2 separate regions of the Mus musculus genome follow, and region 2 is linked to region 1. Evidence: chromatin contacts called from public Hi-C data. All regions are on one chromosome and are shown on one strand. Each heading gives the region's core, a stretch centred on a gene start, on an enhancer-like site or on the middle of the called end of the contact. The rest is flanking DNA. Distances are from core to core; before and after follow the strand shown. Region 1 overlaps Anks1 (ankyrin repeat and SAM domain containing 1). Region 2 overlaps Anks1 (ankyrin repeat and SAM domain containing 1).

Region 1 (7,483 bases), core at 4,181-6,680:
TCTGGTGTGGTTAGAGTTAGTGGCAACAGCACAAGAAATTACACGGTAGGCTTCCAATTTATCCTTCCTCAGTAATTTATAGATCAAGTTCATTTAGTTTACAAATCAAAAAAGTTTTTAAAACAAGCTAGTTGTCTGTCTTAAAGCCAGCTGTATCTGCAGTCCCTGAGCCGCTAGGGCGGATGTGACTTAGGGGACTGAGCTGCCTTCAGGTTGCTGCCTGGAGCTCAGGACATCAGTCATAGCTTGTGACGAAGGTAGCTTAGGAAGCTTCTCCAAGCTTATATCCTCATAGGTAGAGTCAGTCTGGACGGCTCTCCATCTCTAACGTCAGATGAGTCCAACAAGATACGCAAGGCATGTGTATAGCCTAGTGTTTGTGCAGAGGTGAATACTGGCCGCCAGGACCATCCACGGGAGCCACTTGCTCACCCTTGATGAGTTGGACTGCTGAGCCTGCTGTGAAGGGCTTGTCTCTCACTGTTGCCGTTTTAAATTATAGTCATTGGTAATACAGGCTCCTGATTTGTTCACAGTAGATGAATCTCAGCCTCCCCCTTCACCCTCAACAACATCATCCTATGTAGCCCTGGCTGTCCTGAAACTCATTATATAGACCAGGCTAGCCTCAAACTCACAGAGATTTGACTGCCTCTGCCTCCCCAGTGGGATTAAAGGAGTGCATGCCCATGCCTGTCCTAGGAATCTCATTTTTAAAACATCAGAGGGGCAAAGCTAAGTCAGGTCTTTGATCTCTTGCTTACTGTTTGGAATCTTTAGCATTTTAGGGTTGTGGAGTGTACTGCTGGTTAGTTTTAATGTCAACTAGAGTTATCTGGCAAGAGGGACCCTCAGCTAAGAAAATACTCCATCAGATTGGTCTGTGGTACATTTTCTTGATTGATGATTAATGTGCCAGGGCCTAGCTCCCTGCAGGTGGTCCTAGGTTGTATATGAAAGCAGGTTGAGCAAGCCAGTAAGCAATAATCCCAGTGGCCTCTGCATCAGTTCCTGCCCCCAGGTTCTTAGCCCAGACTTCCCTGGATGATGGAATGTGACCTGTGGCAAGGAAGTGTGAGCTGAGATAACCCTTTCTTCCCCAGGTTGCTTCTGGTCTCGGTGTTTATCACGGCAGTAGAAACCCTAATGAGGACGTGGGGAGAGTGATGCAAGCCCTTTAGTGGGACTGTGACACAGCTAGAACACTTTGTTGCTGTGGTGGGTCCTGTGTCTGCTCACATTAAATGAGACAGGGACAAAGCAACTCTGTGGCAGCTCAGGTGGGGTCTCAGCTCACTAATTGGCCACTCACTCAGGGGACATACTCAGTTTATTTGTGTATGTTTGGTTGCTTGGTTGGTTTGTTTGAGGCAGGGTCTAGCTGGAACTCGCTGTGTAGACCAGGCTGGCCTCAAACTCAGAAATCCGCCACTGGGATCATCATCACAGCACTGTGACTTTATATATATGTGTGCATATATATATATGTATATATATATAATTATATAATTTTGGGATTGTAGACACCTGTTTTTGTAACAAGTAGAAAAATCTTAAAACACAAGAGTGTGTGCGCGTGCACACACATACACACAATTTTTTAAAATTTTGTGCAGTGCTTACTTGGACTTTTTTTCTGTACAAATCTTTTTTTAAAAGTAGAAATGACATCATTCTGTTAGTAACTTGTGTCCCTATCATTTTCTGTGCTCCCAGCCTTGTTTTGAGAGCCTTGGTGAGATCTATGGTGTTTAACCCCTTACCTGCTATGGGGATATGAGTTTCTTCTTAGTTGTGTGATGATGTTATTTTTATTCTTTAAAAAAGAATCTCTTCTTTTTATCTGACGTGTATGGGTGTTTTACATCTGTTTACAGTCTGTATGTAGAGGCCAGAAGAAGGTGTCAGATCCCCTAGGACTGGAATTCCAGATGATTGTGAGTTCCCATGTGGGTGTTAGACATGGAATCTGGAAGAACAGCCAATGCCCTTAACCACTGAGACATCTTCAGTCTGCATTTTTTAATTTATTTATAGTTTGCTTGTTTGTTTGTTTGTTTATTCTTCGAAGCAGGGTTTCTCTGTATAACCCTGGCTGTCCTGGAACAAACTGTAGACCAGGTGGGCCTTGAACTCAGAGATCCACCTGCTTCTGCCTCCTGAGTGCAGGGATTAAAGGTGTGCGCCACCCCACATATCATTGCACATATTTATGAGGGGCAGTCTGACGTTTCAGTACATACTCTGTACTGATGCCATTTGTGGGTCAGTTTTGTGCTGGCCTTGCTAGCTATTTTTAAATACTTGGTGGTTGTCACCAAGTTGTCCCTAGATATGGGCTTTGTCTGCACTCGTGCTTATAATGTTTCTAAACTCAGTGGACGGGATATAGACTGAGTAAACTCAGTAGATGGGAGATGTAGACTGAGTAAACTCAGTGGATAGGAGATGTAGACTGAGTAAACTCAGTGGATAGGAGATGTAGACTGAGTAAACTCAGTGGATGGGAGATGTAGACTGAGTAGTCAGCCGTTGCCAGAATCATAACTACGGAACTGAAATTAGGACTGCTTACAAAATAATTCTGAATGGTGTCTTTATGCAAACAGACAAACATAGAATTTTAAATTTTTTAAAGTATTTACTTATTCGTATGTGTGTGTTTGTGTGTGTGTGTGTAGGCCAGAGGAAATTTGTTGTGTTGTTGTTGTTCTTTTGAGACAGGGTCTACCTGTGTAGCTCTGCCTGTCCTAGAACTTGCTATGTAAAAAAAGCTGTCCTTGACCTCACAGAGATCCACCTGCCTATGCCTCCTGAGTGGCAGGATTTAAGTTGTTTTTTTTGTTGTTGTTGTTGTTTTGTTTTGTTTTGTTTTGTTTTTTCGAGACAGGGTTTCTCTGTGTAGCCCTGGCTGTCCTGGAACTCACTTTGTAGACCAGGCTGGCCTCGAACTCAGAAATCCACCTGCCTCTGCCTCACAAGTGCTGGGATTAAAGGTGTGCACCACCACCGCCCGGCAGGATTTAAGTTGTGTGCCACCGTGCCCAACTCAAAGAACAGCTTGTAAGAGCAGCTTTCCTGCCACCATGTATAACCCAGAAATAGAACTTTGGTCACCAGGCTTGTGCTTGACATCAGGCGCCTTTATGCTAAGACATAGCTGCCACTCAGCTGTGAGGAGGGATGGGAGTGTAGCTCTGGGACAGATGCTGGCCTAGCATGCCTGAGGCTGAGGGTTCAAGTCCTGGTCCCACTCTCGCCCCAAATCAAAATTACTTAAAATGCAAGTTGTTCCTCTTATGTGTGAGAAGGTGGGCAAAGTGGTAGTGCTGAGGCGCCAGGTGACCAGAGGACAGCTTAGCTCATTAGAGAGGACACTCTGAGGATGGATGCCTAACAGTCTCGTTCTTCTGCATGGACAGACGTTGATCGACCCCTTTCCCTGTGCAAACAGTCACTGCAGTTTCCTCTCCTGTCTCCTTTAGACAGGGTCTGTTTCTCAAGTCACTTCTTTTATAAATTAAAGTTGAGACCTAGTTATAAAAAGTCATACAGTGGACAGGCTTACAGAACTGGTCAGCTCGGGCCCCTTACCTGAGTAGGTGGAAGGCTCTTAGCCAACCCAGCTTCTCTTTGCATCTTTGCTTTTGTTGAGAGATGGCCTGGCCTGGAACTTGCTTTGCAGCTTAGAAGGACTTTGAACTGCTCCCCCTGCCTCCCCTGAATGCTGGGACACAGCTGTGCACTACTACTCACACACTCGCAGCCTTAACGCTCTGCTTGGCCTGGAGAGGAGCCCAGGCCTGGCTTTGTCCCCAGCCATCACTGTCAGTGTCCCTGGGTCCATCCTGAAGAAAGCTGTGTGTGCTGACTCCTATTCTCACTGGGCTGGTGGCAGCGCACCCTCTGGGTGGCCTTCTTTCTGATCAGCCTTCCTGCAAAGCCAGGCCTATCCTGTAGTGTGTATGGTTGTTAGTGCTCCTGAACACTGTAGGTAGCTGTGCCAACAGGTGGGTGTGAACATGTGTATGTGGTCACCTGTGCACTCTGTATACTTCCTCTGTATCCCTGTGTTCTGCTCACCTTTAGAGCTCAGTAGTTGTTTGCACTTTACAGATGAAAAGAGAAGACTAAGAGGAGGTTAGAATTCCAGCCCAGGGCCACATGGGAGAGGGTGGAGCCAGGAGTCCTGCAATTTCCAAACTCTGGATGCCAGCACCTGTTGGAACACTTGGAGAACTCATAAAGGTTTTAATTTCCTACAGTAGTTGCTTTTACAAAACGTACTCTGTGCCATATATTTCATCAACAGTAATTCATTTTATCTCTATGATGGCTCTTTGGGTGAGGACGTGTGCAGTACACTGCAGGAAGCAAGCTGAGGGGAAGTGTGGGTCCTGGTTCTGAACCCAGCTTGACCAGCTCAGCGTACTTGCTTAGTTACTGAGCAACTGGGAGTTCCGTCTTTTTCCCAAGCCTGGAACACAGAATCCCCTTGGAGCCCTTCGATTTCATAGAATTAGGTCAGCTCATTTCTAATCGTTGGCTGTTTCTCTGGAATATAGGAAAGTTGGATGAAGAGACCTCTGCAAGCATGCACCAGCTAACGTCTCGGAGCATGTGAGAGATGAAGCTCATGAAGAGGGAGAGGCCTCTCATGCGCCCCTCAGGAAAGTTTTCCCTTCCTCAAGACAGGTTCATGGAATCATGGGCTTTACCTGTGAGAAACGACAGGCGCTTCTGTGAGGTGTGGGTGCTGAAGACTTGGAAGAGTGAACAGCCGTGGTCACGCTGAGTGTGAGGCTGAGAGTCTGAACAACAGAGAAGCTGGAGGGCTGTGTGCAGATGTGTGATACGTGTGTGTACGCACACTGCTGTGTGCTTGTGTGCAGCTGTTGCCTTCAGCTCTCCCTTTTCAGAGCTCACCCACCCTCCTTAATGCTTTACAACTGGATCTTGCCTTCTCAAATAATAATTAGTTGGTCCAGAAAATGATTTTCGGAGACTCTTATCTGCCTGGGTCAAATGACTATGGCTAATAGTTGAAGCCTGGAGTGGTGAGATGGGAAATGTGGTTTTCCATGATATCCCTTGTGTTTTAATCTTTAATTCTTCAATGAGATCGTCGGTGTCCATCTTACTGATGACATTCAGAGAGGCCAAGAACTGTGCCTAGGGTTGCAGCCCTCCTCCCCACACAGTCTTTAGCGGCTGCTGTGTGGTGCTCATGGCTCCTGGAACAGACTGCCTCAGTGGCTGTGAAGCAGCCCCTGGGCCCTGTGTGACGAGCAGTCGTGGGACGCACTATTACTTTACCTAGCAATAAGAACAGCTCAGATATGGAAATTGGCAGAGTGTCTGGATTTATCACTTGTAATCTGTCGCTTTCTCCATAATTGTCCATAGAAGTCCCAGCTGGAGACTCATTTCCCAGCTAGTCGCTCTTCAGCTGTTCATTTTGCCATCGTTATCAGACACAGTGCAGATTTTCAAACGGTTTTTAAGTAAACAGCTCAGTATTTATGGCTTTGCTTTCTGGTTAGCAGTTTTCTCTTTTAGAGCGTGTAAGGAAGCCCCAGGGTTTGCTCTCAGATAGGCTCTTACTGGTCAGCCTTTGCTGACCCTCCCATACCTTACTGTCAGTCTCCCCAGAGCTGGATTGCAGGTGTGTATAGTGTGTAGCTAGGAGGATTGTGTGTGTGTGTGTTGCACAGCGCTGAGACAGGGTCTCACTATGTACTCTAACTCAAAAACAGCCTGGTTTTATTACTCTTTTGTATCTGTGTTTGTGTGTGAGAGAAAGACAGACAGACTGACAGGTACATGTGCATCGTGCGCGCGCGCGCGCGCACACACACACACACACACACACACACACACACTATGTAGTTTATCCTGACCATGAACTGGCTGTATGTTGTAGTGCAGGCTGGTCTTGAACTTGTAATCATTCTGCCTCGGCCTCCCGAGGGCCAGGAGTGCGGTTATGTGCCCTTACACCCTGGTGATGTAGGCCCTCGATTCTGTAGTTCAATAACAGAGAACATCTGTGGTCCAAATCCTTAGCTGAGTCTCATTCTATTGTCAGACACTTACAAAGACATGAGATTATGAGCAGCGTTTCACAGTCTTTAAACATGTCTTGTGATTTTCCAGAGGAGTACATGTGCAGTTCTGAGTTTGTCATGAGACTCAGGGAAGGGCATGGAGGAAGCAAACCCCAAGATGTTTCTGTGGGAAGATCATACAAACTAATTTCTTCTTTTTAAACATTATTATTGTGTGTGTATAATGCTGTATATGGATGTGCATGGCCCAATGCATATATGGAGGTCAGAGGACAACTTTGTGAAACCCATTTTTTTCTTCAATCCCCAGTCTTGTGTGTCAAGCATCTTTACCTCCAGACCAGTGGTTTTCAACCTTCCTAATGCTTCGGCCCTTTAATATAGTTCCTCAGGTAGTGACCGCCAATTATAAAATTATTTTGTTACTACTTCTTAACTGTTATGAATTGTAATGGAAATATCTGAGATGCAAAATGTCTGATATGTGTCCCCCATGAAAGGATAGTTCAGGTTGAGAACTACTACTCCAGACCCTGCTCAATGGCCCCAAACTGACTTCTTTAGTTTTTAATGCTTTATTCCAAAAATATTTTAAATTATATGTAGGTGTGTGTGTACACATGTGTGCAGCCGGTATGTGCATGTGAGTACAGGTGTTCTAGCAGGCCAGAGGCATCGGATCTCCTGGAGTTGTGAGTTCCCTGATGTAGGCGGTGGGAACTGAACTTGGTTCTCTGGAAGGAGCAGCATGCAGCTGAGCTAACTCTATAGCAAAGCCTGTTTTCATCTGACTGTTGGTGCTGTCCATTGGCTTTCGATGGACCTTTGTCACTCTGATTCTCAAAACCAAGGGAGGGGCACGGGAACTCTTCATGCTTCTTTCAAATGCTTTACAATTATACAAGTGTGATTGCATGTCTGTGATTCTAACACCCAGGAGGAGGATTGCTGAAAGGTTGGGACCAGCCTAAGCTCTAGAGTAAGAGCTGCCTCAAACACATGCAAAAAAAAAAAGCACTGACTGCCCTTCCAGAGGACCCAGGTTTGAGTCCCAGCATCCCATAGCAGCTCACAACTGCCTGTAACTTCAGTTCCAGGATATCTCCTTTTGATCTCTGAGGACCACGTGCATTCATGGCACACAGACGGACATGCAGGCAAAATAATGGCACATATAAAAAAGTCAATCTAAACAACAACAAAACAAAATACACAGAGTTGTACTGGCTGGTTTTACGTATCAACTTGACACAAGCTGGAGTCATCAGAGAGGAAGAAGTCTCAGTTGAGGAAATGCCTCCTTGAGATCCAGCTGTAGGGCACTTTCTCAACTAGTTATCATTGGGGTAGGTCCCAGCCCACTGTGGGAGGTGCCATCCCTGGGCTGGTATCTTGGGCTCTATAAGAAAGCAGGC
Region 2 (6,744 bases), core at 2,416-4,915, 120 kb after region 1:
CCCCTTGTAGAGTCCTGACTCTGGCTCCAGAGCTGTGGCACCCAGGAGGAGGCCAGCTTCCCTCAAGGGCAGGTTGCATTCCAGCCTCAGCATTAGCCCAGAGCCGCCTCCCCTGAGGCCCTGCTAAGGGCACTGTGTGCATTGGAAGAAGGACTGTGGGCTTTGCTGGGCAGAGCCTGGGCTCTTGGAGGCACACTGCCCTGAGTTCAAGTCCCAGCTCTAGATGTAGACTTGAGGGTAAGTCATCTCCTCTCACCTGAGAGCCAGGTTCCCACCGGCACTTCTGTGCCTCATCTCAGACATGAATCAGCGCGTGAGTGAAAGGAACCCTGGGCCCACAGGAGCCCTGCCCATTTCTGTCTGTGATGCTAAGGAACTCAGAAAACAGGGTACCTGTCCCTGGCTTGGCTCTTTCCGTGTTGTTCAGCCTGGCTTCCTGGTGCTTCCTTCCCTACAGTCCCGTTTCTGGGTCCTAGCTGAGGGGCTGAGCTCGGGCCCGTCCTTGTCAGTCTTGGATGACAGCTGGAGACGACAGAGATGGCTGACCCAGCTGGAGTCCATCGGTTCCTCTCCACACCACTGTTTGCACTGAGCCGGTGTGCACGGGTGTTTCCAAGGGTTGGATGTTTGTAGGACGTAGGTATTTAGGACAGACAGACTCATGTCACTTTCAAAGCTGAGACGGAGAGCTTTGCTTAGTTGTGGCTGCCTTCTGCTTTATTGAACCTTGTTTAAGGATCAGGAGCCTAAGCCACCACCAGGTGTCAAGAGGCCAGAGTCAGCAGACCACTGCCTCTGGATGTAGTCAGGCCTCCTTTGTCCCTGGTGTCTGTGTTCAGCTCCTCACCCTCTCCCACCTATGGAGTACCACATTCTGGCTGTGCTGACTCCTGCACCTGGTCTTGTATGCATGCTCACATTGCTGAGCCACCTACCACACCACAGCATAGGGACCCCAGGATGGCAAAGATGTGTGCCATGCTATATAGGGAGCCCCAGGGCAAGGAGAGGCTGGCTCAGGCCAAAGCAGAATCACTGTGCATGTTGAGGAGTTGTTGTCGGTGTACAAGGGGTCACCTGTCAGAGAGGATCAAGGGGGAGGCTCCTAGACGCTGGCATCACCTCCAGCACCCACTACTCAGAATGACTGGCTTTGCACAGGGCAGGACAGCAGCACTGAATCCCAAGAGCCCCAGAGTATCCACATGGAGCTAGCTACCCAAGTCTCCAAAGACAGGTGTCACAAGTGCCCCGAGCCTCTGCCAGCTCCCAGACTCCATCACACCGGTCAATGGCCTACTCTGTCGGGAAGGTGGCCTGGCTTTCCTCTGCTTCACTCCGCAGGCATTATTGAGCACCTGCCGAGTACACCCTTCTGGGGCCTAGACTCTTGACACCTTCCCTGTGTGTGACCTGTTGAAATGCAGATGCCTCCCACAACATTTTTATGGGTGGCATGTGGTTCTTGTGTGCCTCTGACCTTGGCTGTCCCTAGCTGGCTGGACTGTAGTAGGTCAGGGCTCCCCTTGGCTCCCCCTTGCCCAGTGTCCTGCTCTAGATGTATGCTTCTCCCCTGGGTATGGAGCATCAGGTACAATAGTCTTGTCTTGCTATTTTGTGCTGAATAGGACAGCGCTTCCTAAAGTGGCAAGTGGGGGCTGTGATGCCCCTTGGTCTTTTCCCCTGGCTCTCCTCAAAACTACAAGGCCAAGTTACAGACACAGTTCGCCTGTGCCCTCCCTGTCAGAGGCGCCCAGCCCAGCCCTGAGCTTGAGATGCTGCTGCTGCCGCCCTTAGTGCCTGTGTCTGTGTCGCCAGCATCACTCCGGGAAACCTGTCAGCTCGTTCTGCCTCCCCCAAGGCGGCAGCAGCTTCTGCTCCAATGTCCGATGTCCGATCCCTGATGTATTCTCCTGAGCGTGGAAGGGGGAAGGGTGGGAGGGGACGAGGGGGAGGGCTAGACAGGAGAGTGAGCAAGGACGGTGGAGCCCCAGAGCCTTCAGACAAAGCCTTCTGCCGCGGCTCTGTGAGGGAGCACATCAGCGGCGGCAGCAGACTGGACCGCAGCTGTGCAGCCCTGGGATTACAGCAGGAATGAATCAGCAGCCGGGGCTCCTGGCTCACCAGCATTCGAGAGCCTGCTGCCTAGGTTCCTGGAGCTGACTTTCCATTCAAGGGCAAGTCCAGGAGCCCCCAGGCTTGGCGTTTCTGCTACAGCCCGCATCCAGAGACTGCCGGGTCACCATCCACCGTCTGTTTTGTGGAGGACAGGAGAGGAACAGAGGCTGCCACAGTTGGTTAGCAGGGTCCCCAAGACAAGCAAGTTGGCATTGCCCTGCCTTGAAGGGCAGAGACCGCCAGTGACAGCTGGATGACTTTCACCATCAAAGAAGAGTTCCTGGAGGTGATGTCTGTAGTTGGCTCTAATTTCTCCCACCTTGCACCTCTCTTGTCTCCTCCTCCTTGCCCTCCTCTTACCTGTCCGTGCTACAAGAACTAAAGAAGTCAGGTGGGTGTGAAGGCATACAGCTGAACACCTGAGGGCTGCCGGGAGGGAGGGACGGACATCTGCCCTCGTGCACTGCCTCGGTCCAGCCCTGACTGAAGAGCTGAGTGAGAAGACCTTCTCCATTCCTGTGCATCAGTAGAGACCAGAGACCCTGGGAAGAAAGCTGTGTGTGTTTGTGTGTGTGTGTGTGCGTGTGCGTGTCGCTCAGCCAGAGAGCAGCACACTGAATAGACACTGCCGCCTCCTGATGACAAGTGCCTCTTTCTTCTGTCTGCCTGGTTTTGTCTTCTTTGACCAAGAACTGAACAGCCCGACCGCTGCCCCCTAAGCAGGCAGGCAGGTCATAGGAACCACCACGGAAGACAGGGAGCATGAACGCCACGCTCCTGGATGCCAGCCCAGGCCAGGAAGGCAGCAGCGCCTCAGCCCAGGGGGCACCCCACTTGCCAGCCTCCAGAGGCTATCTGTAGATGAGCCCTGGTCGGCCGGCCACTGACCCAGCAGAGCCATCCCTGAGCCTGGTTCCCACACTCCAGCCCACCCGGCTGTCCTGAGCTGGGAGCACGTGGAGCTCGGGGCCATGGTTTGCTTATTCCGGGACTGCTGGGGGAAAACAAGTAAAAGACCCTTCTCTGCCCCCGCCGTTCTGCGTGCTGCTTGCGTTGCATGTGCTGGGTCCCCATGAGCGCCGCCGCTTCCTTCCCAGAGCCCTCGCTGTGTGCCTGTGTCCCTCTGCTGCATGAAGACTCGCGTTGTCTCCTGACTGGTCTCTGCTGCAAGGTCGCAGAACTAGCCCCTCGCCACAGCCCCACGGCAGCTCCAGAAGTTGCATGGATGGGAGGAGCAGCCAGGCTGGCGGGCACTTAGAGCTCTGGTGTTCCCTTCTAGTGCCTGTGGGGACAGACTTTCTGCCATGCCTCTGTGTGGACGTTGAGGAGTTGACCCAGAGACCACTGGGGGTTGGCTCCCCTGACCCTGGGCTGTGATCGTGCATGTACAGCCTCGGCCCCGGCCCCGGCCAGCTCCTACCGTGGGGTGTGTGTGGGCAGCAGCCACCCGAGTTGGCTCACATCCAGCGCTAGGCAGCTCCGTCCCTGCCTGTACAGAGAAGAAAAGCCGAGAGCCTGCTCTCTGCTCTCTTGTACATAGTCTGACTGCCTCATGGTAATGACTATGATGTGGCAGTGCCACCTGTCTTCCTCTGAGTGCCGCTGCTACCGCCTTAACGGGTTCTCCCTTTTCAAGCGTCTGCCGATTCCTCTCTCGTCAGGTTCTCGGACGCTGGAGCAGAGCGTCGGGGAGTGGCTGGAGTCGATTGGCCTGCAGCAGTACGAGAGCAAGCTGCTGCTGAACGGCTTTGATGATGTCCGCTTCCTGGTGAGTACGTCAGATGTGCTGGCCCAGGCTGGTGCTGCTTGCTGGAAGCTGGCCCACCCAGCTGGAGTGTGAAAGAGGACATAAGCCACAGAGGAGAACCATAGGGGCCGTGGGCACCCGGAAGTCAGCTGGGTAACTGAAGCTAACTTTGCCGACTGTCCTGGCCCTACTACCTGTGGCCCAAGTGCCACTCAGTGGGAGCACTCTTGGAATCCCTAACTCAGACCCCAGCCCCAGCCCTGTTTCTTAGACTGGATGCTGGTGTGCTATGTGCTGAGGTACCCTGGCTAGCAGCTTTGGTGGGCAGGGCAGCCAGGCACCCCATGACCCATCTCAGTTGGATGCCAGGAGTTCCCTTACTTTCCAGAATGTTGCTGTTGTCACTGTAGCAAAGGTTTCCTCCTGCCCCTCCAAGCAGAGGAAACCAGAGAGCCTCACATGTGCCTGGCCTCAGAGCTGACCAGAGGAGGGCTGAGTGGTGGCTTGGTTGCTTTTCTGAGGTTCATCCTGCACTCACAGGGAGTACAAGAGGTCAAAGGGAAAGCCGGCGTCTCACCCCTGCTCTCTGAGCAGCTGGGACTCAGCTTAAACCCTGCTCTCAGGAGCCAGTGGCCCCATTGTCATCCGTCTCCAAGAAGCCTTGCCCAGTGCGTCCTAGTGAGCCATTCAAGGCAGTGCCTGAGCTAAGTCATGCTCAGGAGCGGGCCATTCGATGTCACAGCAGTAGCTGTGACAGCTCACATCCTTCCTGTGAGCTGGGTACCAATCTCAGCAGTTGATAATATCTGAGCTCTGTGCTGGTGTCTCTCCCTGTTTCCCACATGAAAGCAGAGGCTATGTGGTTTGCTCAGGGTCACACTGATGGTGATTGGTAGGGTGGAATTGTGCACTTGGGAGGCACAAGGCAAAAGGTCACTCTCTGAACACTGTCATTTATATGCTATGCATCTTGGTAAGGCGGACAGACCCATCTGCTCCGTTCCCCCATTTTCTGGGAGGCCTGTCTCCTCCTCTCCTAGTCCTGGGGGTTTCAGACTGTAACCTTGAAGCAGAGCTCTCTCTCACTTGTGCCCACTTGTCCTGACCTCGTGTGAAGGGCCTTGTTTGTAGAGCTGGCACAGAGTCCCAGCCTACCGTCCATTCAGTAGGATGAGTGAGTTTATTCCATTAGAGTAGGGTTTGGTGTCTTGGGGCGAGGGGGCATCCTGTTTGTGACTTCCAGGAAAGGTCCAATGGAGAGTGCTTTAAGTAAGCCATCCTGTTCCTGGGCAAGTCTGCAATAAGCTACCCTCTCATGGCTAGGTTGGGGGCTGTTCTTTTTCAGATTGTAAAAGTCTACAGTTTTAAAATAGCAACTTGTTTTTTTTTCCTTTTTAAAAATTAAGCTACATGGGTGCTTATGGTTCCTGGAACCTTACTTCTGACTCACCATGCTCTTTAGGGGAGGATCATGAACTAGGAAGGAGGAGGGTTCAGTTAGTGGGGAGGACAGCTGGCTCTGGGATCTTGGTCTTCTAAGTACCCTTTGCCATGTGGCTGGCAAGATCTGCCGAATTTTTCCTGTGTTTCAGTCCCTCAGGGGCTAAGCCCAAATCATCATAGCACAGCTCTCCTAAATCTGGAAAGGGTTAGCTCTCCAGTCCTTGAACAGCCTCAGGATTCCCTAACCCAACCTGAGACCCAGACCAGATTGCAGCTAGATTTTTCGGGCAACCATGCCCCTGAACCAGATGCCCATGTAAGGCATCACCTTTCACCCTGATGACCAGCAGTGTGGTCCTTCAGGGCTTCTTTAGTCCTGGAGCATCCACAGAGGTATCCACCAGGGGTGAGCAGAGCACACCTGAGCTTAGTATGATGTTGCTTCAGGGCCTGGAGTGGCCTGAGTACCCAGCACAGCATCCTGGGAAACTGCATGTAAAGTGCCTAAGGATAAATTTTAGCAGGGGCTTCTTCCCGGTCCTGAAACACTCCTTCAGCACGTGGACCTGGCATGGATCATCCAGTTTGGTTCACCGTAGAGGGTGAAGGTTTCACCTGGTGCTTAGAGTCCCTAGAGATATATCTACTAGATACAAAGTAGCTCCAATAAAGGGCCCTGAAGATGTTTCTATCAGATACACAGTAGCTCCAGGAAGCCCAGATCCAGATATGTTGGAAACATCTGGAAACATGTTCACAGACAAGGAGCTCCTGTGGAGTTTCACAGCATTGTAGAAGTTCTGTGTATGGCTAAGGGAGCTTTCCAGAACCATCTGCCCTTCAGATGTCTTCGGGGACAGAGGACCCAATGCTCTGGCTGCCATGATGCTCATATTTACATTGGGCCCTGCACCTTCTGTCTGCTGCTCTCAGGATCACCTTTGGGGCCACACACAACACTTATGCTCTGTTGAGGTCTATATTGGCCTCACAGGTCTCTGTTGTCCGGGTCCACTGCTTTTTTTTTTTTTTTTTTGAAGGGGGGGGTGTTCCAGTGCTCTTAATCCTGACTATCCCCACAGTGATGTAATGATGAATTCAGGCAACCAAACCTTGTAGCTTAAACTTCTTCTACACCCTCTTGCCTGTAGGCAGAAAGAACGGGTCAGGTCAGGGCTGTGAGGGCTAGCATGAGCTCCCTGTGCTAATGGGGCCTAATGGGCGGCCGAACCCTAGCACCAGGAAAGCAGGCAAGGGAGTGTGGCTGTCCTGCCAGCCAGCAGCGCCTGATGGCTCATGCCTGCCTCTTGGTCTATTCCTCTTCACCACAGACCATGGCCACAGGAAGTGGGCATTCTGGGGACTAAGGAGCAAATGCATGCTGAGAAGGAGGTAACTGATGGAGGGCTGGTACACCTGTGCCTTCAAGCAGGCAA

The links. Hi-C and Micro-C count contacts between places; a contact is called where the count stands out from the background.
Region 2: a Hi-C map of cortical neurons shows a contact between it and region 1, with 2.3 times the contacts expected there. The contact joins two enhancer-like sites. A contact is called at or near these places in 3 of 39 promoter capture datasets (HPC-7-derived erythroid cells, cranial neural crest and second pharyngeal arch cranial neural crest), 1 of 15 datasets of contacts at CTCF or cohesin (stem cell-derived epiblast-like cells), 22 of 484 Hi-C or Micro-C datasets (the C3H10T1/2 cell line, DN3 thymocytes, the G1E-ER4 cell line and 12 more), 14 of 115 datasets of contacts at active chromatin or transcription factors (the HPC-7 cell line, astrocytes, craniofacial prominence and 9 more) and 3 of 9 other capture datasets (adipose tissue, liver and pancreatic islet).

What each region holds. Positions count from the first base shown.
Region 1 is chr17:27,917,106-27,924,588 of GRCm38.p6, forward strand. All of the region lies in intron 1 of Anks1 (ankyrin repeat and SAM domain containing 1), which reads left to right. Among named protein-coding and RNA genes, the nearest start is that of Anks1, 12 kb to the left of the region's middle. Within about 2 kb of position 5,431, at least 15 of the 459 cell types and tissues checked have an H3K27ac peak or open chromatin away from gene starts, as enhancers often do. A contact at or near this core is called in cortical neurons, where this site is marked.
Region 2 is chr17:28,038,791-28,045,534 of GRCm38.p6, forward strand. Anks1 (ankyrin repeat and SAM domain containing 1) reads left to right here. Exons shown (of 25, transcript NM_181413.4): 14 at 3,780-3,886. Among named protein-coding and RNA genes, the nearest start is that of Gm35290, 35 kb to the left of the region's middle. Within about 2 kb of position 3,666, at least 69 of the 459 cell types and tissues checked have an H3K27ac peak or open chromatin away from gene starts, as enhancers often do. A contact at or near this core is called in cortical neurons, where this site is marked.